2 separate regions of the Bombyx mori genome follow, and region 2 is linked to region 1. The links are chromatin contacts, called in public Hi-C maps. All regions are on one chromosome and are shown on one strand. The core of a region is the stretch at or near the end of the contact, and the rest is flanking DNA. Distances in the headings are between cores, read along the strand shown. Region 1 overlaps CDK12 (cyclin dependent kinase 12). Region 2 overlaps LOC101737241 (CCR4-NOT transcription complex subunit 3).

Region 1 (7,376 bases), core at 2,445-4,944:
ATAGCATTTTTTATCAACTTATGCAATTATAATTAGACAATGATAATTTCATATTAAAACAATAATAAAACAAGACCACGCTATATTAAACATTAATAAAAGCAAAACATTAACTATCCCCTTCACACTCATAAGCTAGACCGCGCGAAAGAGAAATGGGCAGACTTTTCATGATGCGCATGCAGTGTGACGTCACGCCTCGCGCTTATTCACAAACACTACACAAGCGCAACGTGTGAATGTGTTGAATGCGAGCTACATAGTAGGCGTAGTGTCAGGTTATTTTCGTTACAGAATTTCCTGATTCAGTCGCCGCGCTCAAAGCCCGTGATAAAATCTATGCAATAGCTTAAAAATGTATTGATGTTTTAACTGTTATTTAAATAATTGTTTTACAGAACTTGCAATTATTTTTTTCTGTTAATGTTCAATACTGCCCTTTTACAGGTTGAAGACTTAAAAACGTTGGTGAACGAAAGTCCATTAAGTACGCCTTCACCTAGCCCTGTGAAAAAGCCAGAAAAACCCAAGAGAACTGGCATTATGAATTTGCCTATGCCACCTGGTAATTAAAATATTTCTAAAATCTAGTTAAACCATTGCACTATTGCAGCATTGCACGTTGTCGCGTATTATATTATGTCAATAGTTCTATGTATAAAATTATCAAGCAAAATAACATTATAATAATTCGATTTTGTTAATTTATATTATTGTGAATATAGAATTTCAATGATGAAACCTTGTGGACTTGACCACTTTTGCTAAACTATGGGGCTACTAAACTAAGGGATGTTTTATTCTGGAGTTTGTTGTATAATATATCATAGTATTATTATACTTATTGTTTAATTTTAAGATGTGGTCATCTGTTACGTTGTCATTTGTACTTATAAATTGAGGTGACGCGAGTCACATACATTCTTGTGAATTCGGCGATGTTCTGTATTGGTGATCACTTTGTTAGTTCAATTAATTAAATAAGTAAATAAATAAATAAAATATCAAAGAACACAATGAAGAGAAATGATAACTAAATGTTACATTTAATTATCTTTATTAAGTTGTTGGTAAGGTTTATGAGGTGATAACATAACTAAGACTTTGTCACAAAGCAAGTGCTCTGTAAGTGTAGTTATGTTAGCTAGCTACAGTGTGTTCTCTTTATGACGCGATAAAATATAATCAAATATGTTGCGTATTTTTGCAGTGATAACTAGTGCTACAGACGAGCTGAGTGGAGACGAGCTGGACGGGTCCACACCGCCGCCTGCCTCGCGACACGAACAATACTCGCATGTCTTTAGTTCAAAGAAAAGCAATAAAGATGTGAGTAATGTTCTTGTACCTTCGACTTTAGGGGTATTTTTCTTTCGAGCAATACCGGGCATAATGTAATTCACATTGCTTCACAGTCGAGTTCGAAACTCAAGAGGCCAAAAATATTAAAGCGAAGAGGTTCCAAGATTGTTCCTGTGGCGACGCCCACGCACCACGCCAAAGACTGGGGGGAAAAATGCGTTGATGGCTTCCAGGTAACATTATATATTTTAATATTTTTAGAACAATATCATCGTAAACTATGTCTGTTTAATCTTCATAATATATTGTATTAAACTGTTAACACAATACTCTAGAATAAATCTGGAATAAAAACTTACTATATTCGACCCTACATGCTCAAATCACAGATATTTTTAAACATTTAAGTCTCTAAATCTATTGGTTATTGCTTTTTTTTTAAATAATGAATGTCACAGTATTTCACAGCTTTGTTTATTTTTCATTGCATCATTTTATAAATGTCGACCGTGCACGCAGCAATCACTACATAGTATAAAACAAAGTCGCTTTCTCTGTCCCTATATCCCTATGTATGCTTAAATCTTCACAAATACGCAACGGATTTTGATGCGGTTTTTTTAATAGAGAGATAGAGTTATTGAAGAGGAAGTTTTATATGTATAATAACATCCATTACATAGTGGAGACAACCTGTTTTTTTTGAGGTTTCAATGTGCTTCGCCCCGCAATGTCACCCGCGATACGACAATAACCGCGGGTAACATCGGGGGACTCGGCTATCAATAATAAAATTTAATGTTTCCGAAGCGAAGCGAGGTCGGGTCGGAGTGTATTCTAAATGACTGGAATTTATATAAAAACAGAATAAATCAACCATAGTAGTAGAGTTCACGATTGAAATCGTTTAATTACAGTAAATTGTCGTGCTTCTTCCAGGTGCTGACACAAATTGGGGAAGGAACATATGGACAAGTTTACAAAGCCAAAGATAAGAACACAGGTCAGTTGGTAGCTTTGAAGAAAGTTCGCCTCGAAAACGAAAAGGAGGGCTTCCCGATCACGGCTGTGAGAGAAATCAAGATTTTAAGGCAATTGAATCACAAGAACATTGTCAATTTACGAGAAATTGTGACTGACAAACAGGATGCTATGGACTTCAGAAAGGTATGTGGTCGCAGAGAACTCTACAGCCATTGTCAGTGGCAAATGTGACTGGCAATTTTAGAAACTACATGAATTAAATGCCTAGTTCATTTATTAGAATGTAAAGTTTTGTAAATTATTAAAACAATTGACTATAGATTTGAAACCGTAAATTTTTTGATATTCACTAGGTAAATGTGAAAAGGGTGAACAGTAAATATAAGATTTATTTTTATCTAAAAATTATTTCAGGATAAAGGCTCATTCTATTTGGTCTTTGAATACATGGACCACGATCTTATGGGTCTTTTGGAGTCAAAAATGGTGGATTTCACAGAGTCTCACAATGCATCTATAATGAGGCAATTGCTGGATGGATTAGCGTACTGTCATCGGAAGAATTTCTTACATAGAGATATTAAATGCAGTAATATACTCATGAATAACAGGTAATTGAATTGTTTGGTGTTCCCTTGTTAATATACAAAAATAATTTATTGCTGTAATTTATTGAAATAGGTACAATTAATTTAATTGACTTCAATGAAAACACAATGATTTAGCAGAAAGCTTAACTTGTTGCACGGTCAAAATTATGATTGATTAATTAACAGGATTTGTTATTGCTGATAATTATCATAACAATAACATTGTTGTTGGAGGTATTGATGATAAAGCTACCATGACAGATAGCACCTTCAGTGATGGAGATATATTTTCATCCATTTTTAGTTAACAAAAAAGGATTTTCATTAACTTTAGCTTTTTGATATGATTGTTTTGTTTTATTCATGACACTTTAATGTATGATGTAAGTGACTCTGATCATCATAATCAATCTTGGAGTGGGGCTAATGATACTAAATTATTTAATTGTTGTGTGTAAAGTTGTCTTCATTTGATTTAACTCTAAAAAGATCTAAAACGGTATCTGTGTGCTTAGTGCGAGTTTTTTAACGTACTCGATAGCGTAAAAGTTAGCTCATATTTGTATGGATTGGGATCGTTTGCCTACGTTTGCCGCTAGGGGCGCTGTTCCAACTGCATACAATATTGGGCTAACTTTTACGCTATCGAGAACGTTAAGAAACTCGCACTAAGCACACTGAACGCTTGAATTAAATATGGCACTTCCGTTTGTACATCAGAGGCGAAGTGAAGCTGGGCGACTTTGGTTTGGCTCGACTGTGGCAGGCGGAGGACAGAGAGAGACCCTACACTAACAAGGTGATAACTTTGTGGTACCGACCACCTGAACTGCTGCTCGGGGAGGAGCGGTATGGACCTGCAGTAGACGTCTGGTCTATGGGCTGTATCCTTGGAGAACTGTTCCTCAAACATCCGCTCTTCCAGGTAAATAAAATATGTAATAATATCTTCTGCTTTTTCTCCAACTTATCCCACTAGGTGACCCCACCTCGGCACAGCTAATTTTTCTCTTCCATTCTCTTCTATCAGCCGTCACACTATCTCAACACTCACTCCTCTCTCTCTCATATCGTCATTCACACACTCCATCCATGTCTTCCTTGGTCGACTTCTTCCCCCTCTACCTTGCACTATCATTTCCATACATCTCCTAGTCACTTGCATCTTCTCTCTACGCATCACATGTCCATACCACGCTATGTATAATGTATATTTGGCTGATTTTGGTCTTGAATTATTCGTGGAAGTCCAGGGAAGGTTTAAAAATGTATATAAAGATTTTCGATTTTTGACTTTATATGTATATAAAAAAAAACTTCAATCTGCAGTAATTGTTCACTCCAATCACTACGATTTATATTACCTAATAATTGATTTTGTTTTTAACAGGCGAGTGTAGAGATGATGCAGTTGGAAATGATATCCCGGACGTGCGGTACTCCTGTACCGGGAGTGTGGCCTAATGTAGTGAATCTCCCACTGTGGCACACTCTTAGACCCAAACGGTTCCACAAGCGATGTGTTCGGGAACAATTCGCTTTCATGCCCACTCCAGCACTCAACCTGCTCGACAGGATGCTGGAATTGGATCCGGAAAAAAGGATCACCGCAGAAGAGTCGTTGAAGAGTCCTTGGCTTAAGAATATTGTGCCAGATCAGTGAGTTTGTGTTTTTTACTTAATCCTTTTTAGTGAGTACTGTGTATCGTTGAGCTCAGCAGGCTCGTAATGATGCTGTATCTACAAATAACTTCACTAAACACTACCGTTGACTTTAGAGTACCAATGTAGAAATATATATTTAGAACATGTATAAAGACACATTTCACCAGTTTTTCTAGTCACATTTGCCCAAAAAAAAAAATGAGAATCATGGTTATTTAGTGTATTGCAAATACTATGAATGACGAATTTAAGGTTTATTTAATTTTATAATTAGCTTTTGCCCGCAACTCTGTCCGCGTGGAATAGTTACTTTGGCATAACGCTAAATTTTACCCTTTACTTCATTTACGTAGAAAGTGAAAATATTGTGAAACATTCTTTATTGGTGCTCCACTTGTATGGGTCTCATGATGTTATATAGCCTATAGCCTTCCTCAATAAATGGGCTATCTGAGTTCCTGAGATTAGTGCGTTCAAACAAACAAACTCTTTAGCTTTATAATATTAAGTATAGATCCTAGTGTAAGCATTACAAAACAGACTAAATGCTTTTTTTCCCTTACACTTGGATAGGAATATAATTTTATAATTGAATTTTTCTTGTAATTTATTTATTACACATAAAATTAGTAATCCAGTGTAGCGTTATTAGTTAGGGATACCATATAGGAATACCCAGTTATTAAAATCATAAATAATTCACAGAATGCCTCCGCCGGAGCTACCCACGTGGCAGGACTGTCACGAGCTGTGGTCGAAACAGCGGCGCAGGCAACAGAGGGAAGAACAACAAGGAAAGAAGCCTTACTTCTCGGAAGACAGCAAGTCCAATGATCAGACTGATTTCAAAACAGACGGATTCAAACCGTCTGAGCCTCCGCCCGATGTTGTTGGACAAGTGAAATAGTACTCGGACACAGTGATCGGAAGTTATTTCGTTCACGGATTCTCCTGCGACATTGCTAGTGAAGTGAAGTTTGGTGCTTTAAGTGAAATGCGGACGTGTTTAACGACTGTTCGGTAGTTGAGCTTCGGACGAGAGGTGAGGAGCAATGGCTGTGGCCGCGCACTCGAGTGGCATACAAGGAATAATAGGGTTAATTGACGCGCATCCGTAGTCTTAACACGAGATCTCCGACTTTCCTTTCTAGTGTTTTAAATAATGTTAATCACTTTCAATGACTGTCTGTGTTTATGGATATTACCTGAATATTTATTTGAGTTTAAAATGTTATGAATCCATGCATTCCAAGATTGCGTTTGTTAATGTGACTTCATATATAATATTCATCACAATTGTGTTGTTATTTGATGATAAAATGTTAGGGGCCATTCTATGCTCGAGGAAGATTTAAATTGAGCAATATTACCATTATGTTTTCTTAAGCGATTATTAGCGGCGTGTTCGTCGTTCTAAATGTAAATACCACGATGTTATCAGCCGGAGTGAACTGCGTGCCTTTTTAATGTTAGTAAAGAAAGCGTCTGTTTCCTAACCCTATTGTTCTAAATAATTTTAGTGATGAATATTTAGATAATTAATCAATTGGCCTCAAATGTGTACGCGTGTATGTTTTTAATAATTTATGAAAGCGTACCAAATTAATATAATTTTTTTAATTTAATATAATAAAAACCAAAGTATTGCATTATGCATTTTATCTCGGGAGCCGTTTCTGAGAACTTTTGACACAACACTAATAAGAACACGTTGACTACTTTTTATTTAACTGATCATGAAATAAAAATTCTCTACATCTCAGCCTAGGTCAGTCTCAAATTTTAGTCTGTAATTTTTAACAAAGAGAAGGAATTCGATCCGGGCATATTTTTTAATGATTATGTGTGTGATTGAATGAAGTAAAGATCATTTTGAAATGTAAGGGACAAAGGGAAAACATTAAAAACTTGAAAAAACAATATTTCTTAAAAATACTATTAAACTATATGAATGAGAATCATTTGGGTTCGGATTTTGTGAATTTATAAAAATATACAATAGCATAATTTAACAATCTCGAAATATTAAAATTTGGCTTATTTCTAAATAACTTTAATGTTTTTAATGTGTAAAGTGCAATATTTTTTGTCTACGGTAATGACATTCCGTTTCCGTACAAGAAGGCCAAAGAGATTTATTTGCACTTGATTTAGTTCTGTATGTTTCTTAGCTCAATTAGTATTATTTTAATCTCAGCCTTGCATTTTAAATTCTCAGTGAAAACTATTCAAGCATCGTTTTTTTCGTGCGATCACTAGATGATATCTTTGTATCCTATTAGTTATAGTTAATGAAATGTAGGTACTTGATGTCCATTAGTTTTATTTGTATATTTAACATAGATAATGTATGTGTGTCGTTCGTAAGATTGTCAGGGTAAAAGACATTTTGGCGTTAGCCAGTTAAGAGAAATGTTAGGTTTTTCATAATAGAAATTCTATTCTTATGGGGAAGATTATGTACTGTGTTGTAATTTTAGTTTGTTAATCGAATTTTGTTAGGTCGTGAATACAACAGGTTGTGTTCGACAAGCGGTAAAGGTTAATTTAACTCTGTGCCAAAATTATGCTGAAGTTCTACTTACAGCTTCTGTCAAAAGTTCTAGTGGCGGCGCCCGCGCTCCTCGAGCGAAATGAACTGTAAAACTCATGTGCATAAATATTTTGTAGTTAATTGTAAATATTATAATAAAGAATAACGTATGTATGTAATCTAGTTTAATTTCTCTGAATAAGAACAATGTTTATTTTTCATTTGCTGAACATTTGTTGTCTAATGTAAATTTCTTGTACAGTATGCAAAGTCAAATATAATAGTTAAATGGTTATTAACTT
Region 2 (6,556 bases), core at 583-3,082, 160 kb after region 1:
GAAAAATGAAGAAAACCAGAATACTACACACCGCAAAAGAAGATTCACTTCTTTCACGTGCACCAAGTTGCACGCGCACCATTTTATAATATATAAATATGTACACTTTGTTTCTCGCTGTCTGCTTTATGTTTATGATGTTACGACAAACTTTCGTAGCAACGAAAACTACACATGTCCCATGTTTCAATACTATAAACGAAACGACGCACGAGCGTCCATAGATCAATAACAAACATTCATTTGCTTTGTTATTTGTTACATTCTATACATTTAGAAAATTTTAAATCAGAGTTACGTTTGGTAAGAGATGATGTGTGATAACAAGAATTGAGGGGTCCTTAACAGCAGGCAAAGGTCTCATTGTGTCTACCTAGTCACCATTGTCAGAGATGATTGACATTGTCAAGTGAATCGTATGCTTGTCTGTCTACTATGAAAGAATAAGTATATACTTAATTCTCCTTTTTCGAATATTTGCATCGCACAGCCATGAGTACACAAATTTTCTAAAAGCCTTAAATAATGTTTGGATCGTGTTGTACTCACCGAGTCAAGTGGCTGCGGTCCTAAGGGCGCGACTCCTAATAGTGGCGGAATGTGCGCTTGCGCTATTGCCGTACTCCGTCTCGTGTTCTGCAGAAGACAACATTAAAACATTACTAATGCAAATAGCTTTGTTACTGTAAGAGTGGGGCAACCAATAAGCGATGAGCGAGCGATACTTGCAAAATTAAATACCAGGGCTTCTAGGTACGAGTACGGAAAAATATCAGAGTCAAAAACCAGGTTTTAAAAATACTTGAAAGTATCTGTTAGTATCAAAGATTTTTTATGAATGCATGTTTACGCAATTCTGCTCCTAATTTTGTTTCGGTTATGTTTGCTTATTGATTGACAAGTTTCCGACACGATCGGTGGCATGTGCATTGAATTTTCGGTTCATGCGTTCGGCTTTCATCGTAAATACTCGGGTTGGGTAACCCACTCCCTGCGTGTCAAGCCCCGTATGCGTACCTACTCCTTGAGATGCCGCGGTGTTCACATTTGAAAATACTTGCATAGGAATTCAACCGTATTCCATGATGAATAAGGAGCAAAATCGTATAAATAAAAAAACCTTTGAAGTTCAAAGTATTTTTTATTCACAAATTCGATTGTTTTTTATTCCTTATAGGGTATGAATCATTTTCCTATGCAGTATTTTCATGTGGGTGTTCAAGTTTTTTGAGCATCCGACTTCAGCAAATATTGTACTTTCATGCTTGCAAGTATTTTTTGCTTGGATGTTTTTTTTCTTCTTTTTTTCCTACCTAAGCTGAGAGCCTTGAGAGGCTATTTCAGCGTAACCTTAACTGGTAGGTGAGCTCACGGGGCTCAAACCTCACAACGTTGCTAACACAAACCCTAGTAAGAGCCGTGCTTCGCAGAATTTACCACCGGATCAGAAACGCGACCCGCTGAGAAAATCCGGCAAGAAACTCAGTGGGCTGTGTCTGGGGGTTAATTTACTCGTCGGGCTCTTCGTCGCAAGCGAAGGGTTCGACGGGAAAGGTGACCGGTGCTCGTTTTAAGGCGTCTATTTCGAAGTGAATGGTAGGCAGCGGCTTGGCTCTGCCCCTGGCATTGCTGACGTCTATGAGCGACGGTGACCACTTACCATCAGGTGGGCCGTATGCTCGTCTGCCTACAAAGGCAATAAAAAAATATATGTGAAAACCCGGTAGCGGAAATACGCCTCATCTTTACAACCAATTGCTATATAATGGGCAGGGTGCGTGCGCACCTGGTGGTGCAGGTCCAGACCGGCGCGGTGCACGGCCTCCTGCGCCATGCTCTTGAGCGAGGCGGTGTTGTGCGCCGCACTGCTCGCGCTCGTGGCACTCGACGCGCTCACCGCCGACATGCTCGACGTCTCGCTCACTCGTCCACTGGAATACACACACATCATAGTCAGACACTTTGTTTTCACTGTGTTCTGGATTTCCACCTGTATTTAATTTCAAAGGTATGATTTTATAAATGTACTTATACTGACATCTCTTTATATTGGTTGTGAAAAATTGCAGTATTGTCATCGCAACCTGAAATCTTTTTGAAATTATATCGGAATAACAACCGACAAAAACTGTTGGGCTGATGTTGACAAATTCTAATACTTTAACATAATAAAACTTTCAAGAGTTCCACTTTATATTATCTATTTTATAGAATAAAATAGAATGAGATTTCACGTTTCAAGGCGGGTATAAAAGCATTCACATGTATGGGTTCCAATGACTTCTATAATACCGATAGGGTTGTTTAACTAGTTTTTATTATTATTTTATTGCTTAAGAGGGTGGAAGAGCTCACAGCCCTCCTGGTGTTAAGTGGTTACTGGAGCCCATAGACATCTACATCATAAATGCGCCACCCACCTTGAGATAAGTTCTAAGGTCTCAGTATAATTACAACGGCTGCCCCACCCTTCAAACCGAAACGCATTACTGTTTCACGGCCGAAATAGGCGGGATGGTGGTACGGTACCTACCCGTGCGGACTCACAAGAGGTCCTACCACCAGTGAAGACCACTACACTGCACAGTATTATAAAAGGCCATGAAAAATGTTGTACTTGTTGAGCGCGTGGTGCGGCGTGTGATGCGCGGAGGGAGGGGGGCCGTTGACGGTGAGGGGGGACGTCGTCACGCTCGCGCTGGCGCCGCCACTCGACGATGTACTCCGCGACGTCTGTAACACAACACAACAACTATACAATAAACTGAGCGTCTTAACACACCGGTGCAGCTGTAATATGATTTAAATATTGGACTTTGGTCTTGACTCTGGATAGATATATTAGCAATGTACCGAGATTGGGTGGCACGAGTCACGTAATCATTGGAGTCACGTTTCTTCTATTATTGTATGTTCTAAAGTCCAGCCGCAATACGTTGTAAGCTCGGAGCCTTCGCATCAGTTGCAACAATAATCAACTCGGAATTTTTTTCAGTCACTTGCAACATCTCAATATCTTCAGTCCCGTTTTCAGCTCCGGACCAGTTGCAAAGTTTACCGTGCTAGTTTATGTTCGCTATACACCAATAGCAGCTCGTTGTCAAATAATTCGATGAAGATTAATTCTGTTATGATGTCACACAAATACCGTGGACGGGGACAAAATTCCATTATTATGATCAGAGCAATTTATATAAATATTCTTGAAAAAAATCACATCATAAAAACAGTTGAGAGCCGTAGGGTCAATGACCGTAACTGAAGGTGATTGAACTGGGGCGCCACGTCTATGTCTACCTACTCTAATCTAGTCTGTTTCTTTTTTCTTTTTTTTTTGTATATTGTTTTCGATTATTTTCAGTATATGAATATTGTTGTTGGGATACAGTTCATGTTACATGCGGTAGGTGCGAGTTTTCTTGACAACATTATTCAAGTTTCCAATGATCGCGGACAGGAGCAGCTACATACTTACTGGGGGCGGTTGCTGCGTGGGGGGAGGCGGTAGATGCGTCGTCGTCGTGTTGACCGCTGCTGTGATTGATACTGGACCATTCTCGACTACTTCTGTAACAACATTTTGACGGTTCTATTAATTCGTAGTAGGCAGTGGCTTTGCTGTGCCCCTGAATAAAAATAATTGTTAAAAAATTCCACGCATATCATAATGACAGTAAAAAATCGTGATAAAAACACCTAAAAATAGTCATATTTATACAGAAATAACAAATGCGGGCTGGTTTTCACTCCATTTGGAAAGTTCGGATAGAGTCAGAGTATCGCATAAGTCAAATTAAGTCAGATATCGGTTTCTTAAAACATGTCATAATATTGCACATTTCCAATAATTAGTTCTGATGCATCATAGACGTGCAGCAAATTTTTAGTCCATTTTTCTTTCAATAAACATTTGATCAAAATTTTATATTCTAGCAAACAAGAAGATGAATAAACGTTTTAAAGTTTTTAATTTATTAATTCTCTTTCTCTCTCTCTTTCTCTTTGTATTACTACCCTCTACAAGTGATCTATTTTTGGCGCGAGGCAAACTTGAGCGCTGATTTAAGTGGAACCATAGCCATGTTTCGATGTAATTGAAGCTTCAAACATTATCTTTTAAGATGGGTATTCAGTAGTGGCGTTAATAGGCTGCAAGCGAATCATCTACAAATTGGTAGTATAAAAGGCGTAACCCGTACAATATTTTACAATACAATGTAGACTAATACTTCATGCCTCAAGGTGGGTGGTGGTGGCATACACATTGTCTATGGGTTACCACTTATTAGAAGGTGGGCCGTAAGCTCGATCACCCATCTTTTTTTTTATTGCTTAGATGAGTGAACGAGCTCACAGCCCACCTGGTGTTATGTGATTACCGGTGCCCATAGACATCTATAACATAAATTCCGCCACCCACCTTGAGATATAAGTTCTAAGGTTTCAGTTTTTGCATTACAACGGCTGCCCCACCTTTCAAACCGAAACGCATTTGTGACGCTTTGACTTAAATTCACGCTATTGAGTGCACGTGTACATATTTTAACTTTTCGTATTATTGCAATTAAATTTTATCTTAAAACATACAAAATATATTTTATTCAGAATTTTAGATACAAATTTAGGAACATAAAAAAAAAGAATTCAATACTCAAGCCATTAAGCGCGCCAATCCTATTCATTTCGGATCCCATTTCAATATTATGTGAGGAACAAGCGAAACATTTCAAAATATTATTGAAAAAACAGAAAAAACAGCACTAAGTACAGCCGTTGTAATTATACTTAGGAACTTAAAATATATCTTAAAGTGGGTGGTGCATTTACGTTGTAGATGTCTATGGGCTCCAGTAACCACTTAACACCAGGTGGACTGTGAGCTCGTTCACCCATCTAAGCAATAAAAAATATATTTAAAAAAAATATCCTACTAAAGCCGTTGTAACTATACTGAGATCTTAGAACTCATATCTCAAGGTGGATGGCGGCACTTACGTTGTACATGTCTATGGGATCCAGTAACCACTTAACACCAGGTGGGCTCTGAGCTCGTTCAACCATCTGAGCAATAAATCTAAAAAAAAAAAAAAAAATTCACTAGCACATAATGTTGTTTGAAATAATTAAATTTATTCTTAGGCATCAATGTAACTGTTTAATGTTTATAGTTACAACAAATAGCCTCGCCATATAACACAAAGTAGTACACAACGTTCTTACGATACAAATATTTTCGGGACTGGGTGAAAGCGATGAAGAGATTTAAAAAAAAAAAAAAACGCTCGTCATTCCAAAACATTGATTACATAACAAAACAGTGTGAACTTGAAAAGAAACATAAACATTGGTACACAACTACGCGGCGAGAGAACTCGACCTACCCGGAGATCAGTTAAGATTTCACAGTTCCAAGCACACATGCACAAAACACGTTTTTAAAATATTCCTACGTTTTAATTTTTTACCATCGTCCATATTCAGTGGTCGTTTACGCGGGAAATCATTTTGCGATTGTTTTATTTTTCGTTTCGTTCCGAGGCAAGCGCCTCGTTCCACGCAGCCTGGCGACTGGCGTGTCATAAGGCTGGCCGAAAGCCAATTCCTGTGCCCCGTGTTCGAAATTTGGAACGATTCCAATACGAATTAATCGGGTGCCCGTACTAATGAGAATGTCAGCGTTCTCGTTCCATTCACGGGCGGCGCGCGATAATGTTATTTGTTTTGTAAACAATACGCCGTACGCTATCGTACGGGAGATAACAGCGTTAATAATAACCGCAACGTTTCCGTTAATAAAGCGATGCATTTCGATTTAAAAAAAAAACTCGTTACAGTTCGTTTTATGTCGTATTTCGTCGGTAATTACATTTAGTAAAAAAAAAAAATTAATTGATCATATATATGTATATGTATAGAGTAATTTTTTTTAAGTTATTTACTGAACATAAAATTTACTACGCGATAGCATAGCTAAAGCAAATATGTCACGAGGAAAACTTTAGCACATTGTTATTTGACAATGGTAGTATATTATGGGTTTTCAAACGATTAATACTAATAACATTGATATAGTATGAATAGATCGCATAGTTTGCTTTAAAAATGAACATTACTATTGAACGTCCTCTGACATAGAAACGAAAACATTCTGATACTAGTCGGATGAAAGGGACGCGATCGCATAGCCAATAAAAAAAAAAACAAGCAACAATTTTTTTTTGGCTTCGCGTCAAACTTAATGCGGAACTGTCATGGCAATAATTCGTGCGGGGTCACCCTAGCAGAATCAAGGTTCTGTGTTGACCGTCTACAAAATACAGATTAGCGTGTCTCAAATAACAGGAAGCGTACAGTCTACTCTGAATCCGACTACCGAATGATTATTTTTTGGGCACACGGGTTTAATATATGAGTTCTACGATGAGAAACAGCTTTGTGCACGTTTACGTCATTATTTGTCGTAACACAATCCGAGAAGTAGTCATGCGTCTCTGTCTCGGATAACTCAGTCGTTACACAATTGAGACTTCGACTTCCGGTGGACTCCTTTGCCCAT

The links. A called contact is a pair of places that touch in the nucleus more often than the background predicts.
Region 2: a Hi-C map of middle silk gland shows a contact between it and region 1, with 3 times the contacts expected there. The contact joins two enhancer-like sites. A contact is called at or near these places in 3 of 7 Hi-C or Micro-C datasets (middle silk gland, posterior silk gland and whole pupa).

What each region holds. Positions count from the first base shown.
Region 1 is chr8:14,247,262-14,254,637 of ASM3026992v2, forward strand. It overlaps CDK12 (cyclin dependent kinase 12), which reads left to right. Exons shown (of 18, transcript NM_001258363.1): 11 at 448-565; 12 at 1,211-1,329; 13 at 1,416-1,535; 14 at 2,242-2,469; 15 at 2,701-2,897; 16 at 3,597-3,801; 17 at 4,267-4,535; 18 at 5,247-7,265. The coding sequence ends at 5,448. Among protein-coding and RNA genes, the nearest start is that of CDK12, 13 kb to the left of the region's middle. Within about 2 kb of position 3,695, at least 4 of the 8 cell types and tissues checked have open chromatin away from gene starts, as enhancers often do.
Region 2 is chr8:14,404,134-14,410,689 of ASM3026992v2, forward strand. LOC101737241 (CCR4-NOT transcription complex subunit 3) reads right to left here. Exons shown (of 16, transcript XR_005244946.2): 9 at 3,476-3,567; 10 at 2,618-2,733; 11 at 1,787-1,931; 12 at 550-636. Among protein-coding and RNA genes, the nearest start is that of LOC101737241, 13 kb to the right of the region's middle. Within about 2 kb of position 1,833, at least 3 of the 8 cell types and tissues checked have open chromatin away from gene starts, as enhancers often do.